3 separate regions of the Mus musculus genome follow, and all the other regions are linked to region 1. Evidence: chromatin contacts called from public HiChIP or PLAC-seq and Micro-C data. All regions are on one chromosome and are shown on one strand. The core of a region is the stretch at or near the end of the contact, and the rest is flanking DNA. Distances in the headings are between cores, read along the strand shown.

Region 1 (2,700 bases), core at 199-2,698:
AGTAGCAAAGGGAGAGGAAGGGGCAGGGGTTGAACAGTATCTGTGATAAATTCTGTCAACACCATATAAACATTCAATGTGAGAAAATACCCATACGTCATACACTTAAATTTAAAGCCATATTTAAAAAACAACAAACAACACATCAGCAGAAACAGCACCTCTCAAAACTGCTCAACAACATCCACATAAGCATTGGACTTCTTGTATATACTCCCGAACTGAAAAACCATTTTTTTTTTTTGTAATTTACAGAGGTATGTAAAACTGACCCAAGGAAAATAATCTAAATTTTTCATGGGTAAAAAGTACATCTACAAAGTATCAGTTATATATAAGCCACAGTGATCGTGCAGGAACTGAATACACGGCTCAAAAAAAGTTTGCAGAACTGAACTTTTTAAATTTTATACTCGCACACGCGGAGAGGTATTAAAAGGTTTGGTCCAATTGTCTTAAAGAGTCATCCTTTTCAAAGGAAATCGAAATCTCGGCCTAGAATTAGAACACACCCGATGAATATGCAATTAACTTCCTTGTGGTCTAATTTTAAAACGCCATACTTTAAATAAAGCACACAGGACGAAAAGTTCTCTAAAGTAACTTCTGTTTCAACAAGTTTACTACCAAAACGCAAATATCCACACAAAAAATGATTTGATATGCATAAGTCTAAAGACCAAATAAGATAAAATAAAAAAACCTAAACGTTTTTAAACTTGAGCAAACTGTAAATTCAAGACTAATTCTGTGCTGGTTCCTAGTTTTTAATTCTACGTATAGGTCCTTCGAAGGTTCCGGGAGGGAACAGGAGAGATTTTAATGGGCTGGACAGCAGGTAGGTGGGCACCTCGGCCAGAGCCCGGCCTCGCGGTCCACCGTCAAGGCGTGAAGCTGACAGCTGGCGACTCACCTTGCAGCTCAGAGGCATAGCAAGCTGGGCGGCTGGTGGCTGCGCTGCCTGTGGACCCCGCATCTGCTTGCGATCGCGCGCCAGCCGCCCCGGGAGCTTCACCGGGACACCGCTGCCGGGTGGCCACCCCGGCGGACTTTACTGCTACCGGCCTTTCAGGAGAGGTTACGTAAAGGCGGCCAGGTGGGACCGGCGGAGGCTGGTTTCAGGGTGAAGTTCAATCCTCCGGCTCCAGCGGGCCCTCAAACCAACCCGCCTCTGCCCCGACTGGAGGCTCACTGCGCTCTCCAAGGACTACAGGAGCAGTCGCGCTCCACCTCGGGAGGAAAGTAACGCGGTTCTCACGCCTCCGCCCACTCCAGCCTCATCCTCCGGACAGACGGACGGACGGCCCGCCCCGAGCGCACCGGCAACGAGCTGGCGAGGTGACAGCCGAGCGATTCCGCGACCAGCCCTGACCCGCTGAACTGGAAGAGAAGCTGCAGGAGTCGGAGCCCGACAGGTGCGTCGCACGCGCGTGACGTCAGCGCGTTGACGTGAACGGCCGCTCGGCGTCCCACCGTCCAAGCACTTCCACGGCCGCACTGGGAGGCACCTCTGCGCCTATTGGTCGGAATGGAGCGATGGGCGTGACCAGGGCGTGGCCGGGAGAAGACCTCCTAGGGGAGCCTCGAAGGCCACGCTGGGCGGCCGAGGTGCCACCTGCTCTCACGTCGCTCACGTTCTCCCCGGCGGAGAAAGCGCTTCGGAAGTGTGCGGTCCCCGGCATCGTGGCAATGCCTGGCTTCCGCTCAGCGGTGAGAAGCCGAAGCAGGCGGAAGCGAGCGTATGACCCCCGGGGTTCCAGAGCCGCGTCTAATGCTACAGGGCCTGTAATGGTGTACAGAGTGTACTACGGTATCATCCAGCCTTATGCGCCGTCGCAGGTTATGCGCTTTAACAAAAAAATACCAAAGAAAATCCTGATGAGTCCAAATTTAGACACCATGCATTTCCAAAGAGCTGAGGGTTCCACGTGGTCTTACATACTGGGTTCCTGTCGTGTGTCACAATATATAGGAAGCCTGTTCCCCTTGCTCAAGGAGCTGTATTGTGACTCAGCAGGGAGGTGCATAAATAAATTCCTGGCCTCGGCCAGAGCTTGCCCAAGAGCCTGGTGAACAGGTAGGTGCAGTGTTTGTAACTGGACAAGACCTGTGGGACCAGGATGGCAGTCGCCACTGGGTGGCAGAATTAAGACATGTCTTGGTTGAGTGTCTCATGTATATTTATATATCGCCTAATGAATACTAATGTCCTAGTATATTTACTGTCTTACATATATTAAGTGTGACTTGAGCTCTCACTGCTGACATGTAGCCTGATTCTTTTGCAGGGGGAGCGTCTAGATTTTTTATTAAAAGCAGTAGTCATAGCCAATCGATCTATTTTCTATAAAGATGACAGATTCCTTCTGAACTGTTTTAGTTCTTTTGTGAAAGATTACTCCTTTAAGTAGACAAGAAAACTGTCTACTTATACATTTGTTTTCGTTTGTTTGTTTGGTTGGTTGGTTTTTTGGTAACACTTATACACTGATTTGTGAGAATAATTTATTTTAAAACATGTGGTGGGCACAGTTTGTGGCATACCAGAAGTGCTGTGTTCTACTTCAAGCTTGACAGAAGTAAAATACTTAATTTCTGGCATACATCCAACCACACTAGTAGTTCTCAATCTTTACTCTCTTCAGAGAAATAATTTTAACTGTTTCCAGGTTAGATGTAAGCCTTTCTGTAAGTACTCCT
Region 2 (2,799 bases), core at 255-2,754, 280 kb after region 1:
GAATCTTTCTCTGTTTTCCTTTTTTATATTTTATGTAAAGACTTTGAAATTTTATATGTATATGTCTGAATTTGAGTGTGTGTATGTGTGTAACTGGGAGAAAGTGGTGGTTATAAGCCACCTAACTAGGGTTCTCTGCAAGACCCCAGGTCTCCTAACCTCTGGACCGTCTCTCCAGCCGCTTTCTTTCTCTCTTTATGGACTAGAAGTCCATAAGGCCATCACTTGGGCTAGTTATGGGCCTCAGTAGGTAGAGTGTTAGTCTAGCACCACACAAATGGGTGTGATGTCACAACCTGTGGGTTCACAGCCCACTGTGGCTCACAGCCTGTGGGTTGAGACTGCTTCGGGGTCACTTATCAGATATCCTGCGGATCAGATGTTTATATTATAATTCATAACTAGCAAAATTATAGTTATGAAGTAGCAACAAAATGATATTATGGTTGGGGTTGTCACAACATGAGGGCTGGGATCGTCAGGGATCATCACAGCATGAGGGCTGGGATTGTCACAGCATGAGGGGCTGTGTTAGAGGTCTCAGCATTTAGGAAGGTTGAGAACCACTGCTCTAAAGTGAGTTGGGAGCAGGAGCAATAGAAATTCAAGTCATTTCTGTTACATAGATAATTGAAGGCCAGCCTGGAACAGGTGAGACCTCAATAGACATACACATACACACACACACACACACACACACACACACACACACACACACGTGCACACGCACAAAGATATTACTTGAAGGCATTTGGAAATATTTAAATAGTTAGTACTTGTTATATCTTTAGGTTAAAGAGAAATAATTTAAATTTAGGTTGAAATATTGTAGAATTTTAAGGAGAAAAAAAAAAAACCCAAAACCCCAGAATAAAAGTCATCTCAAAGATTTCCTAATCCTTCAAAGGTGACTTTAGTTTCTTTTAGTTGAGTGTCATTGCTTGCTTATCACATGAAAAAAGAGTTTGAAGGGCCTTTCTAAAGAGCCTGTCGGCTGAAGAGATGGTTCAGAGATTAAGAGCACTTGCCGTTCCGGCAGTACCTGCCCGGTGGCTCACAACTAACTGTAACTCCACTTCGAGGGCAGCTGATGCGCCTTTCTGGCCTTGTTAACACCAGGCCTGTCAGTGGTGTGCATGCGTGCAGACCCTCATACACATAGATTAAAAATTCTTTACAAGTTCTGTTGCTCAGATATGGTGAATGGGGCCTTCCAGAGCTTTATCCGAGGGACAAGATGCATGCGTGTTAGTTACAAACACAGTCACGTTTATGTAGACTTGCCCTGATGAAAGCCCTGTAGAATACTACATTTTAAAAAATAATAGACAACAGAACCTTTTTCATATTTGTGTTGTCTAGAGTAAATTTTAATCATAGTTGCAGTTTGGCTTTGATTCTGCACTTGGTATTTGCAAATGCTTTTCTGTTTATTTATCCCCTACACTTAGAGGCTAAGCTGCGCTTGGCTGTGTTCCCAGCTCTGATGAGTAAGCTCAGCACTTTCCTACGTGAGGGATCCTCAGTGGGGACTTGCTGGTCATTTCCCTCTTCTCACTTGCATATGGGGGCTAGGGAAACTTTCTGGAGACACTGATGGTAGTAAACTCGGTGACTTCCCTGCTTGGGGACTTCTGACAGTGCGCATCATGGCCTAACAGGGAGGGAGGCACCGTGGCCTCACATCACATCATGTATGTGACTGCAGACTAGCTTTTTAAACTGAAGTACATCAATCCACATTTATAGATGTTTTAAAGAGCACAGTTTGAAAAACTAAAAACTAAAAACTCATGTATTGTAGAATTATTATGTTCAAATGCTGTTTAAATTTTTAAATTACATTTATTTATGATTAAAGCTGTCTTCTAACCCCCACATCCACACATGCATGCCACAGTGTGCTTTGGGGAGTTGGTTCCTCTCTTCACCCACATGGGTACTGGGGCTTGAACTTAAGCTGTGAGGCTTGGCAACCCATACCTTTGCCCAGTGAGCAGTCAGTAGCCCGATTTACACTTTGTATGTGTGCGCACATGCCACGGAGGTCAGAGGACAACGTGTAGAGTTGGTTCTCTCCTTCAGCTCTATGGGTCCCTGGGGATTGAACTCAGGTCATGGGGATTGGCGGCAAACACCTTTCTCTGCTGTGCCATCTCTTTGGCAAACTTCACATACTGTTTTGAAGATTCAGAAAATTGTTCCTATGATCATTTAGAGGCCAGAAAAGTATTAGAGAATTGGGTTGTATCTGACAGTAATTTATTTTTAAAGTGTTTATTTTACTTTATGTATATGTTTTGTCTGTATGTTTGTGTACCACATATGTTCCTGGTTCCTATGTTGTACCTGAAATAAGAAGAGGGCACTAGGTGCCTGGAATGGGGTTTACTGATGATTGTGAGTCTCCATGGGGTACTGAGTCCAGGATCTCTGCAAGAGCAACCGGTGCTAAGGGCTGAGCCATCTCTCCAGCTCCTAGTAATCTAATTATTAATTAATGTAATCATTCTGTATATGCCTCTCCTATAAATAGAAAAGGAAGAAACATTACAAATATGAGCTTATTTTCCTATAGATGAAGTTGGAATTGAAATATAATTTATTTTTATTAGAAAACAGTGATGTCATTCAGATATCTTTGTTTAGCCAAATGGAGACCTTAAGGAAATTCTGGAAAAACTCAATCTTGAGATTAAAAACAAAAATGTAGTCATGTGTCAGCCTGTCTATAGCTGTATAAGTTGCAGCTATGGACAGGAGCCTCACAACCTTTATGGCCTGAACATTTCTCCAGTC
Region 3 (2,700 bases), core at 79-2,578, 320 kb before region 1:
ATCAAAAGAAGATGAGGACCAGGCTGCTGTCACAAAAGAAGGGAGCCAGCTGTAAACTGGTCTATTGTTAAACCCACCACCAGGGGTTCTGCACTAGCAGATCTTTTCATGAATACTGCAATACCCCAACACCCTATTTCCTGGGTCTACACAAGAATATACCAACTTACTTCTAATATGAAGCTCTCTATACCTAGCTGTAGAGTAGACCTCTGTCTCAGTGGGATTCCCTAGCTCTATTATTCCCTTGTTTGGGTGAGAATTGCTACTGTCCTTGGTAAATATTTTGCAGACTAGCTCTGAGTTACTGGCTCCATCTTTTGTAATGCTTAATTAGTAACTGAATAGGTAACTTCCTTTCTGTATTCCTGCCGGAATTCAAGCTCAGATTTCAAGCTTGCAGGCTTCTGGGACCTTAGAGCAATGGGGAGGCTTAACTATAACAGAATTTAATCTTAAAAGGCATTTATAATAAAATATTAAAAGAGAGCGCATAGATTCATACACCAGACTAACGCGGGAATAGAGTATGAGTATATGGGTAAATGAGAACACCAAAACTCCAGGAGGTGAGGTTCCTTGAAACTCTTTTCCTCATTGAGTGCTTACAGACTTTTTTCAGCCTGTCAAGTAGACCCCAACAGAGGGTGTGGCACATAGGGACATCAGGATGACTAAACTGAAAGGAACAAGAACTCCAGACTGGAATTCACCTTTCGAGAGAACTGTGAAACAAATGATACCCCTTGGTATTTAAAGAGGAGTTTGTGCTCTTAGCTACCAAGTCCTAGAGAGGAAGAAACCCATGGTAACAACATAATACGGGAGCCGGAAATTCAGTCGCATCATTTTGAATGTTGCTCCATAGTACTACCTACAGCTTCAGAGAAATGCACAGTTTCTTCACTGCAAAGGTCCTAGGGACCATGAAATCAGTCTCAGCCAGCAGACACCCTGGCTTGCCTTCTTCATCAGCCTGTAAAGGTGATTGAGCTGTACTAGATGGTAGTGACATTTTAAATGCATTTTGCTTGTGGAAGTTCAAGTGGCCTATTAGAATATCCTGTCTGTAGACTCTAAGCCACCCAGTGCTTGGGAATTTGCAGCATCATTCAGGCCTCACATCTTCTCTGTAGACTTGCTGATAAATCAGCTAGCTGTTTTAAATCTCATAAAAGAAGATGGATTTTCAATTTCTCGAAAAGAATGTGCAATGCCGGTACTTGATGTCCCCCGCACAGCTTTTGTAATTACAGTGCGTAATAATAGTAATTTCAGAACACAAGGCACACGGGGAAACGCAGCAAACATCACACCTAGCAAGTGGGCAGCATGTGGGAAGTGGCAGAGTTCCTCAGGAAGCGTTAGCACTGCCATGGAACTGGGGCAGCCTGGGAGGGCCCACAGCCTTTAATTTCTCATTATATAAATGTCCATTTTATAACACCGGCATAGACTTCTGTTTTCAAGCCAGTACACTGGGGACTTAAATTGGGCAGCATTTCATTAGTAATGGAGCAAAAGGGTGATTGGCTACAGGATGAATATCATGCTGGTATCACATTAGTAGGAGTTTATGTGCCTACAGGGGGACTGTTTAAGCTAGATTAATCAAATTTGCATCATCTTCATTAACAACTTCTACACATAAGCTCGTGTACCAAGTATATATGTAAAACTTCTAGTCCTGATGATAAGCATGTAAGGGAGATGTTGCCGGTCCTCAGGGACGCAGATGGGAAGTCAGAAGGCTGGAGAAGACACTACACAACCAGAACAAAGCCTGTTGTCTTCCCTGTGGCAGACTGGAGTCTGTATAGCCTTAAGGTCTCAACCAATGAGAAATATTGTGTGCATTTAACACAGCTAGAATGAGTGTGGGAAGAGCCCCACAGAGAAGAGACAGTTTAACCACTATCATCCTAGTTAGAGTTAGGATTTTTTTGCTGTAGGGTGCATGTGTCATGCACACACAAAAGTTTTCAAAATCATTGGTCAGGTTGCTCACAGGAGCTGATTCCCATTGGCTTTGTGATTAGCCTGGAAAGAAACAATCTCCTTTCTCATTTATGCAGAAAGAGTGATACAGCTGCTCTGCATGGCGGTCCCATCTGTGCTAGGAAGAACGGGGCCATTTCCTGTCCTGACAGGAGCAGCAGCAGCTGCTTCACTTGGCTTTCCTGACACTCCTCAGTTCATTTCCAGGAAATGAAGCAGGAAAGGATAATGTGTAATCTCCATTTGAGAGAGTTACAGCTTGGAAGGTCACTAAAAGTGTGTTTCGGGTGGTCCACCAACTGAGTTCCAGAATTCAAACATGCATGAGCACAGCTGGCCAGAAATGTACCGCCTTCCATTTTTTTTTCTTTTGCTGGAGATGAGTGGAAATGGCTACATGACTGAGAAGGGTCGACTATTTCAAACATGCTAATTCTTTAACGTAGTTCACCGTACTTTCTTACTGTAATGTTAAACCATTTAAATTCACATTAACACCTCCATCAGAGGTGTACATAATAAAAGTAATAAGTATTTCAAGAAAGTCTACTTATGCAAGACCCTGAAAATATGCCTGACTGTTAGAGATGACAGATTCTTTCTTTAAACCCCCTTCCTTAAAAATCTCCTTTCTGTGTGGATTTATTTTACATAATACTCTGTTGTTGAAATCATTCAAGAGTTTTCTTGACTAAGCAGCAT

Evidence for each region. A called contact is a pair of places that touch in the nucleus more often than the background predicts. HiChIP or PLAC-seq counts read pairs in DNA pulled down with a chosen protein or histone mark.
Region 2: an HNF4G HiChIP or PLAC-seq map of pancreatic cancer cells shows a contact between it and region 1. The contact joins the enhancer-like site here to the promoter of Clcn3 in region 1. A contact is called at or near these places in 3 of 39 promoter capture datasets (the HPC-7 cell line, cranial neural crest and pre-B cells), 1 of 115 datasets of contacts at active chromatin or transcription factors (pancreatic cancer cells) and 1 of 9 other capture datasets (adipose tissue).
Region 3: a contact with region 1 is called in a Micro-C map of embryonic stem cells, with 4 times the contacts expected there. The contact joins the enhancer-like site here to the promoter of Clcn3 in region 1. A contact is called at or near these places in 1 of 39 promoter capture datasets (pre-B cells), 1 of 15 datasets of contacts at CTCF or cohesin (the NIH/3T3 cell line), 2 of 484 Hi-C or Micro-C datasets (cerebellar granule neurons and embryonic stem cells) and 1 of 9 other capture datasets (macrophages).

The regions. Positions count from the first base shown.
Region 1 is chr8:60,981,863-60,984,562 of GRCm38.p6, forward strand. It overlaps Clcn3 (chloride channel, voltage-sensitive 3), which reads right to left and starts at 1,449. Exons shown (of 13, transcript NM_173873.1): 1 at 914-1,449.
Region 2 is chr8:61,264,092-61,266,890 of GRCm38.p6, forward strand. All of the region lies in intron 2 of Sh3rf1 (SH3 domain containing ring finger 1), which reads left to right. Among named protein-coding and RNA genes, the nearest start is that of 1700001D01Rik, 23 kb to the right of the region's middle. Within about 2 kb of position 1,505, at least 58 of the 459 cell types and tissues checked have an H3K27ac peak or open chromatin away from gene starts, as enhancers often do. A contact at or near this core is called in pancreatic cancer cells, where this site is marked.
Region 3 is chr8:60,658,588-60,661,287 of GRCm38.p6, forward strand. The region is part of intron 2 of Mfap3l (microfibrillar-associated protein 3-like); the gene reads left to right. Among named protein-coding and RNA genes, the nearest start is that of Mfap3l, 27 kb to the left of the region's middle. Within about 2 kb of position 1,329, at least 12 of the 459 cell types and tissues checked have an H3K27ac peak or open chromatin away from gene starts, as enhancers often do. A contact at or near this core is called in embryonic stem cells, where this site is marked.